Regions from separate parts of the Rattus norvegicus genome. Here region 2 is linked to region 1. Evidence: chromatin contacts called from public Hi-C data. All regions are on one chromosome and are shown on one strand. Each heading gives the region's core, a stretch centred on a gene start, on an enhancer-like site or on the middle of the called end of the contact. The rest is flanking DNA. Distances are from core to core; before and after follow the strand shown.

Evidence for each region. A called contact is a pair of places that touch in the nucleus more often than the background predicts.
Region 2: a Hi-C map of liver shows a contact between it and region 1, with 2.5 times the contacts expected there. The contact joins the promoter of Polr3h here to the enhancer-like site in region 1. A contact is called at or near these places in 5 of 12 Hi-C or Micro-C datasets (hepatocytes, kidney and liver).

What each region holds. Positions count from the first base shown.
Region 1 is chr7:115,277,987-115,281,692 of GRCr8, reverse strand. The region is part of intron 1 of Aco2 (aconitase 2); the gene reads right to left. Among named protein-coding and RNA genes, the nearest start is that of Aco2, 14 kb to the right of the region's middle. Within about 2 kb of position 1,617, at least 6 of the 93 cell types and tissues checked have an H3K27ac peak or open chromatin away from gene starts, as enhancers often do. A contact at or near this core is called in liver, where this site is marked.
Region 2 is chr7:115,318,489-115,322,257 of GRCr8, reverse strand. It overlaps Polr3h (RNA polymerase III subunit H), which reads left to right and starts at 2,377. Exons shown (of 7, transcript NM_001127295.2): 1 at 2,377-2,403; 2 at 2,670-2,794. The coding sequence starts at 2,684.

The sequences.
Region 1 (3,706 bases), core at 368-2,867:
AAAGCAATGTTTCTACTCCAACACAAGCCTTCAGAGAAATGCAAGCCCAGGGAACATTTGATAAATGTTTGCAGTGCTGAGGCCCTCATGCACGGAAGACAAGCACTCCACTGCTGGACTACAGCGCTCAGCTCATCCAGATACACCTGCTTAACTGAGGCTGGGCCAGAACCACCCAGACAAGATACCCCCAAATTCCTGGAGCCCAGAAACTGTGAGAGATAAATGTTGACTGTTGCTTTAAGGTTCTGATTTGAGGCCTGTCTGTTTGTTATGCCGCAACGAGTAAACAAGTTAGGATGGAGGATACACTAGTTAATTTTAAAACTCTAGATGATGGGGGTTGGGGATTTAGCTCAGTGGTAGAGCGCTTGCCTAGCAAACGCAAGGCCTGGGTTCGGTCCCCAGCTCCGAAAAAAAGAAAAAGAAAACAAAAACAAAAACAAAAACAAAAAAACCTCTAGATGATGAGTTGGAGGTATAGTGGTTAAGAGGACTGACTACTTTTCCAGAAGTCCTGAGTTCAAGTTCCAGCAACCACATGGTGGCTCACAAAATGAGATCTGATGCCCTCTACTGATGTTTCTGAAGATAATAAATCTTAAAAAAAAAAAAACAAACCAAAAAACTCTGGTTGACAACATTAACAGAGAAAGAGACCGAGAATAAATAAATTAATCTGTCTTAGGCATGGTTTCTACTCTAAAACACCATGACCAAACTTGGGGAGGAAAGGGTTTATTTCCAGGTAACAGCCCATCACTGAGGGAAGTCAGGGCAGAAACTCAGAAGCAAGCCATGGAGGAGTGCTGCTTACTGACTTGCCCATCCTGTTTTCTTTCTTTTTTTTTTTTTTTAAATATTTTATTTATTTATTATATATATGAGTACACTGTAGCTGTCTTCAGACACACCAGAAGAGGGCATCAGATCTCATTACAGATGGTTGTGAGCCACCATGTGGTTGCTGGGATTTGAACTCAGGACCCCGGGAAGAGCAGTCGGTGCCCTTAACCACTGAGCCATCTCTCCAGCCCCCATCCTGTTTTCTTATGGCGTTCAGGTGCACAGCCCACGTGCCGCACCGTCCACAGTGAGTGGGCTCTTCCCCATCAATCCCCAATCAAGAAAATGCCCACAGGCATACTCACAGGCCAATCTAGTGGGCATTTTCTCAGCTGAGGCTCCCTCTTCCAAGATAACTCTAGCTCGTGTCAAGATGACATAAGCTAGCCAGCCCAGAGCCCACAGGAAGGACAGTAGAAAGGCAGATGAAGGCTCTGTCTAGGTGTCCTTCCTATGGGATTCTCTGCAGAGGAGAAAACTGACACTGGTGACCTAGGTTCCTTCATAGTCTCCTGGGGACAATGAATCTCTCTGTCCCCACAGCAGAACTCAGTGCAGGTCCTCAATTGCCATCCTGTTCAGGTCACCCTGTGCTGAGAACAGACCACTTCATGAAGCAGCATCCACCCTCACTGACGAATGGCCTTCCCAATGCAGAGTTCAGATTTACTTTTCCTTCAGCTCAAAGTCCAGCAACCAGAGCCTTGCTGTCTGCCTCATTAGCTGATGTAAAAGTCCTGCTCCATGACACATCAAAGGACTTCCAGTGCACAGAAAAGGCAAGGTATTTCTGCTGCAACTACACCCAGCCTGAAACTGAGAGAACTCCAGGATAGGGCAGACTGGCTGGGATCTGAGTTTGGGTTAGGCACAACCACTGACCACGTAAGCAGTTTTAGATAACTGAAGCTGGGCACTCGTCTCTTCACAGAACCACTGTGAAACCAGGGCAGACTACATCAAGCTCTAAGTAGTTTGAGTACTTTTCTTTTCTTAGTGTGTTTATTTTTGATAGTCTCACTATGAAGCCCTGGCTGGCCTGAAGTTCACTGTGTAGATCAGGCTGATCTCTGCTTCCCACTGCTGAGATGACAGCATGTGCCACCAAGCTCAGCCTTAGTTTGGGTTCTTCTCACTCTTGTGCACTCATGGCCTGTCTACAGCCCTCTCTGTGTCCTGCACAAATCGAGAAGCTATACAGCTGTGGCTCAGCTGGCTTCTCCACCAACAGCTTAGTGCAGAAACAGCTGTCCAGACCCACCTGGTCCAATTGTCCAAATTCCGGAAGGCAACCCATATAGGCAGCTCAAGTTGGACTCTAGGTTTTCTAGAAGATAAAAGCCAGCATTCCTGAGGGATGAGGCAGTTCTCGTCTGCCAGGAGTCATTTCCCTTACCTCTGACACGGCTCCACTGATACACTTCTGCACCTATCAGCTTATCAAAGCCTCCAGGCTCCCTCCGTCCCACACACACCTATCTGTTACACATTTCACAGTCCCCACCCCAGTGTGCTGACCTTCCCCTCCCACAGCTACTCACCCTCCTTATAACCAGCTGTCCTCTACTGCTCCTGCACCTACTCATTTTCTCTGCGTTCCCTCCTCTCCCCATCTCCTGCTCCCTAACCCTGGCATGTCCACTCTGCTGGCCACATTCAGTCTACTTTTTTCTCTTTGCTCTGAACTCTTCCAGATGTTTCTGACTATTCTCTTGTTTTACAAACTTTAACCATATTGTGAAGCAGTCATATCTGTAGCTTCTTTACTGTGTCCACTCACATTAACCATTTTTGCAAATTGACTACCCTAAGCATTAATTACCTTAGAGACAAAAATAACAATTCTAGTGTCTAGCCTGGCAGCCAAACCATAAACTGTAATCCCAATCACAATGCCATCAGCGAGGAAGCAGTTCTGAAAATAGGCAACAGGCTTATGAAGTAACACTGAGCCCCACCGAGAGGGCTCAATGGACATAAGTAGTTGCTATGCAAATCTCAGGACCAAAGTTCAACCTCCAGAATTCATAGTAGAAGAACAGAACCAACTCCCCAAAGTTGTCTATTGTCTGACCTCCATCTGTGTCATATGTGTGCCAAATGGCAGATGTGTAGAGGTCAGAGGACAATTTGCAGGAGTCAGTTCTGTCCTTCCACCATGTGGGTCCTAAGGATTGAACTCAGGTTGTTAAGAATTTAATGGCAGGCTCTATTACCCAATGAATCAACTCACTGGTCCATGAAATTAAAAACAAAACAAAACTCAATCCCTAGCACTACATAAACTGGGCATAGTGGTACAATCCCAGCCCTTGGGAGCTAGAGACAGGAGAATTGGGAGTTTAAGGCCAGTCTGGGCTATATGAGACTCTCTCTAATAGTGATGATGATGATGATTAGAAAACAAATTCGCTGGGGACAGGACACACAACTCGATGGCAGTGTGTATCTAGCTATTCACAAGGCCCTGACCACATGTTCAGCACTAATATGTGAATTGTGAATTATTTAAACTTATTTATTTATTATATGAGTACTCTATCTGCATGTACACTTGCATGTCAGAAGAGGGCATCAGATTGCATTACAGATGGTTATGAGCCACCATGTGGCTGCTGGGAATTGAATTCAGGGCTTCTATAAGAGCAATTAGTGCTCTTAACTGCTGAGCCATCTCTCCAGCCCCATGAATTAATTTTTAAAATGAGTATAACTTCTGGGTAACAACAGAATATTTACTGAGTGTCTACCATCCACGAGACAAGCACTGGCTAAGCATTCTGCACACATTACATCCTCTAATCTTCAAAGCCACCTGTGAAGCAATAACTCCTGTGACCTATCTTGTCATAGAGGAAGG
Region 2 (3,769 bases), core at 1,128-3,627, 40 kb before region 1:
TTTGGGGGGGGAGGGCATTTGAGACAGGTTTTTCTGTATATCCCCATCTGCTGGACTCTTTTGGTAGCCCAGGTTGGCCTTGAACTCTCAGAATTCCTACTGCCTCTGCCCCTTCCAAGCGCTGGGATTAAAACTGTGCCCCACCATGCCCAGGAAGAAAAGTTTTCTTTTTCTTTTCTTCATTTCTTTCATTTTTTTAAAAATATAGGATAGAGTTTATTTAGAGCATGAGGAGGGGAGTTGTGGGGGTAGTGGAGACAGAGAAAGGCAGAGAGTAGAGGAGTAGAGGCCAGCCATGAGCACGTTATGGGGGATGAGAAGTGAGGAGGGAAAAGCAGGGAGTGGGAGAAAGAGGAGAGGAGTAAGAGCAAGAGCTCATATTTTTTTTTTTTTTTTTTGGTTCTTTTTTTTCAGAGCTGGGGACCGAACCCAGGGCCTTGCGCTTCCTAGGCAAGCGCTCTACCACTGAGCTAAATCCCCAACCCCAAGAGCTCATATTTTAAAAAGAATTATTTATTTTATGTGTATGAGTACACTGTAGCTGTCTTCAGACACACCAGAAGAGGGCATCCGATCCCACTATAGATGGTTGTGAGCCACCATGTGGTTGCTGGGAATTGAACTCAGGACCTCTGGAAGAGCAGTCAGTGTTCTTAACCACTGAGCCATCTCTCCAGCCCTTTTTACTTTTCTTTCTTTCTTTCTTTTTTTTTGAGACAAGATTTTTTTTTTCTGTTCAGCTCTGGTTGTCCAGGAACTTGCTCTGTAGACCCAGCTGCCCTCAAACTCTGAGATCTGTCTGCCCCTGCCTTCCAAGTGCCGGGATTAAAGTGTGCACAAGTATTGTTAGGCCTTTTTTTTTTTTTTTTTTTAAAAGCAAGTGTCTCAATACCCAGAGACTATACATGGACTGACTCATGGCTCCAACTGGATATGTAGCAGAGGAAGGCCTGCCTTGTTGGGCATCAATGGTAGAAGCCTTGGTCCTGCCAAGGTTGGACCCTCAGTGTAGGGGAATGTGCTGGGGGTAGAGAAGGGGGTTTGGATGGGGAGGGGAACACCCTTATAGAAGAAGGGGAGGGGGATAGGGGGCTTATGTCTTGGAAACCGGGAAAGGGAATAACATTTGAAATGTAAATAAAAATATCCAATAAAAATAAATTAAAAAAATATATAAAAAGAAAGAGTTACAAAAAAAAAAAAAGTCTCTTGTACCCCAGGGTGATCTTGAACTCACTAAGTAGCTGATCTGAATGTCTAGTTTTTCTGTCTTTTTAAAAAAGATCTTATTTTATTTATTGAACGACTGTGAGTACACTGTCACTGCCCTTAGACACACTAGAAGAGGGTATCGGATCCCATTACAGATGGTTGTGAGCCACCATGTGGTTGCTGGGAACTGAACTCAAGACCTTGGCAAGAGCAATCGATCAGTGCTCTTAACCACTGAGCCATCTCTCCAGCCCCGTTTTTTTTTTTTTTTTTTTTTTTTTTTTGTCTTTACTTTCTAAGTGCTGGAATTCAGGTGTGTTTGCCACTATGTTTGGCTGACCAAAATTTTGTGTTGGGGGGGGGGGGCGGCGGGGAAGGGAGCCGCTAAAACAAAGTCTTATTTTGTAACTCAAACTGGTCTTGAACTTGCAGTGATTATCTAGCCTCTACCTCCTCAGTGCTGGCATTACAAGTGTGAGACTGTTTGCATTCAGCTGTTTAAGGACGGAGTGTGCTGAGTTTTAGTGAGTACATACATCAATTGCACCACTTAAAATTACTGTCACCCAGAAAGGCCTGGTGACCCTTTTTTGCCCACTGTCTTGGGTACTTGTCTGGAGTAAAGACTATTTTTTTTTTAAAGATTTATTTATTTATTATATATAAGTACACTGTAGCTGTCTTCAGATACACCAGAAGAGGGCATCGGATCTCTTTACAGATGGTTGTGAGCCACCATGTGGTTGCTGGGAATTGAACTCATGACCTCTGGAAGAGCAGTCGGGTGCTCTTAACCTCTGAGCCATCTCTCCAGCCCGAGTAAAGACTATTTTGAACGTGTTATATTTGTATTTTCAAAGGATCTCTCTAGCTGCTGTGCAAAAGAAAAGACAGGCTGGAAGAGCAGAATTATCGCCTAGCAACCAGACTCGCTCAGTGGCCGGGGTTGGCTGGCTTCAGAACGAGGCCCCGCCCTCTCAGCGCTGTACCCCGCCCCTCTCCTCTCAGTAGCGGGAGAGTGCAGGCGGCTCCGCCCACCTTCAGGCTCCTCCCCTCACAGGAGCCTTGCCTAGCTCTGCGACCCGTAGGGGCGGGCAGATGCTTCTTATTGGTCAGTTCTCCGGAAGCTGAGTTCATTTGGTTTGGCTAGCGCTGCGTTGGGGCCTCCGAGCCGCTGGACGCGCGTGAATGGTGCGTGGCTTCCGCGCGTGGTGCGGAGTGGTCGGGGCGGGGATGGGACGGGGTCGGCTCTTCTCCAAGCCTGGAGGAATGGGGCCTCAGGTTCCTCCGGGAGAGGAGCGTGGCATCCGCAAGCGGGACCCCAGGCCCTGCCCTCCCGCGCGGCTCGGCTGCAGGCTTGGCTTGTTAGAATCCGAGAGGGAATGGGGGCAGCTCGGGGACCCCCAGCCCCTCACCGTTCTCAGCCCCGCGTGCTTAACAGCTTCTTTGGGTTCCAGAGCCCTAGCGCAGGATGTTCGTGCTGGTGGAGATGGTGGACACCGTGCGCATACCCCCGTGGCAGTTTGAGCGGAAACTCAACGACTCCATTGCTGAGGAGCTGAACAAGAAATTGGCCAACAAGGTACTAGGCCCTCGGGTTGCCGGGCAGTGTCCGGAACGGTCCCGCTGCTTGTCTGGCCGTCCCTTGTTTCAGCCTTGGCCTTACACACTTAACGTAACTTCATGTCAGGGTTTCTTTCCTTCCCTTCCTTATAAACCAGACTTGGATGTCAGCGTGTACCCAAGGGAGTAAATGGGCTGGACGAAGTAGTGTATACCTGTCATCCCAGCTTCTTGGGTTAATAAGGCTTGTGACGATCCTGAGTTCGAGGCCAGCGTGGGCAACATAATAAACCTGTTTCAAACAAATTAAGCATCGAAACTGCTGGTGGTAGCGCATGGCTTTAATCCCATTACTTAAGAGGCAGAGGCAGGTGGATCTCTGTGAGTTCGAGGCCAGCCTGGTCTACAGAGGGAGCTCAGCCATGGCTACACGGAGAAACAAACGTCTCAAAAAAAAAAAAAAAAAAAAAACCAAAAAACCAAAAACAAACAAACAGACAAACAAAAAACCAAAAAAACCTAAAAAAAACCAAAAACACCGGGGTGTTGAATAGTGCTTAAATTTGCTTGACATTTGAGGTTTGATTCTCCGTATTGTCGGAAAACAAAACAGAGTACGAAATGGGTTTGTAAAACGGAAACCGGAAAATGCCTGTTTCCTCCTTCAATTACTGTGCAGTCTTGGCCAGGTCACCTACTCTGGGCCTCAGTTTGTCCAAGTGGGTGAGTACAGAGGTCAGAGGATAGTGCGTGCTCTCTGGAATTGAGCTCAGCTGTCAGGTTTAGAGGTGGCTTTTTACCAGCTGACCCAGCTCATTGGCCCCTTCCTTGTATTCTTTTGGTTACTGTATTATGTCCCTTTCTGTGAATACAGACCTTCTCTGATGTAATCCTTTCATTATCCCCAGTACTTAGCCAGAGCGTGGCAGGGGAGACAGAGACTCTGCCCGTGTAGCATAGTGAGGAAGAAGAGCTGGCTTGAGAGGGTCCCCTT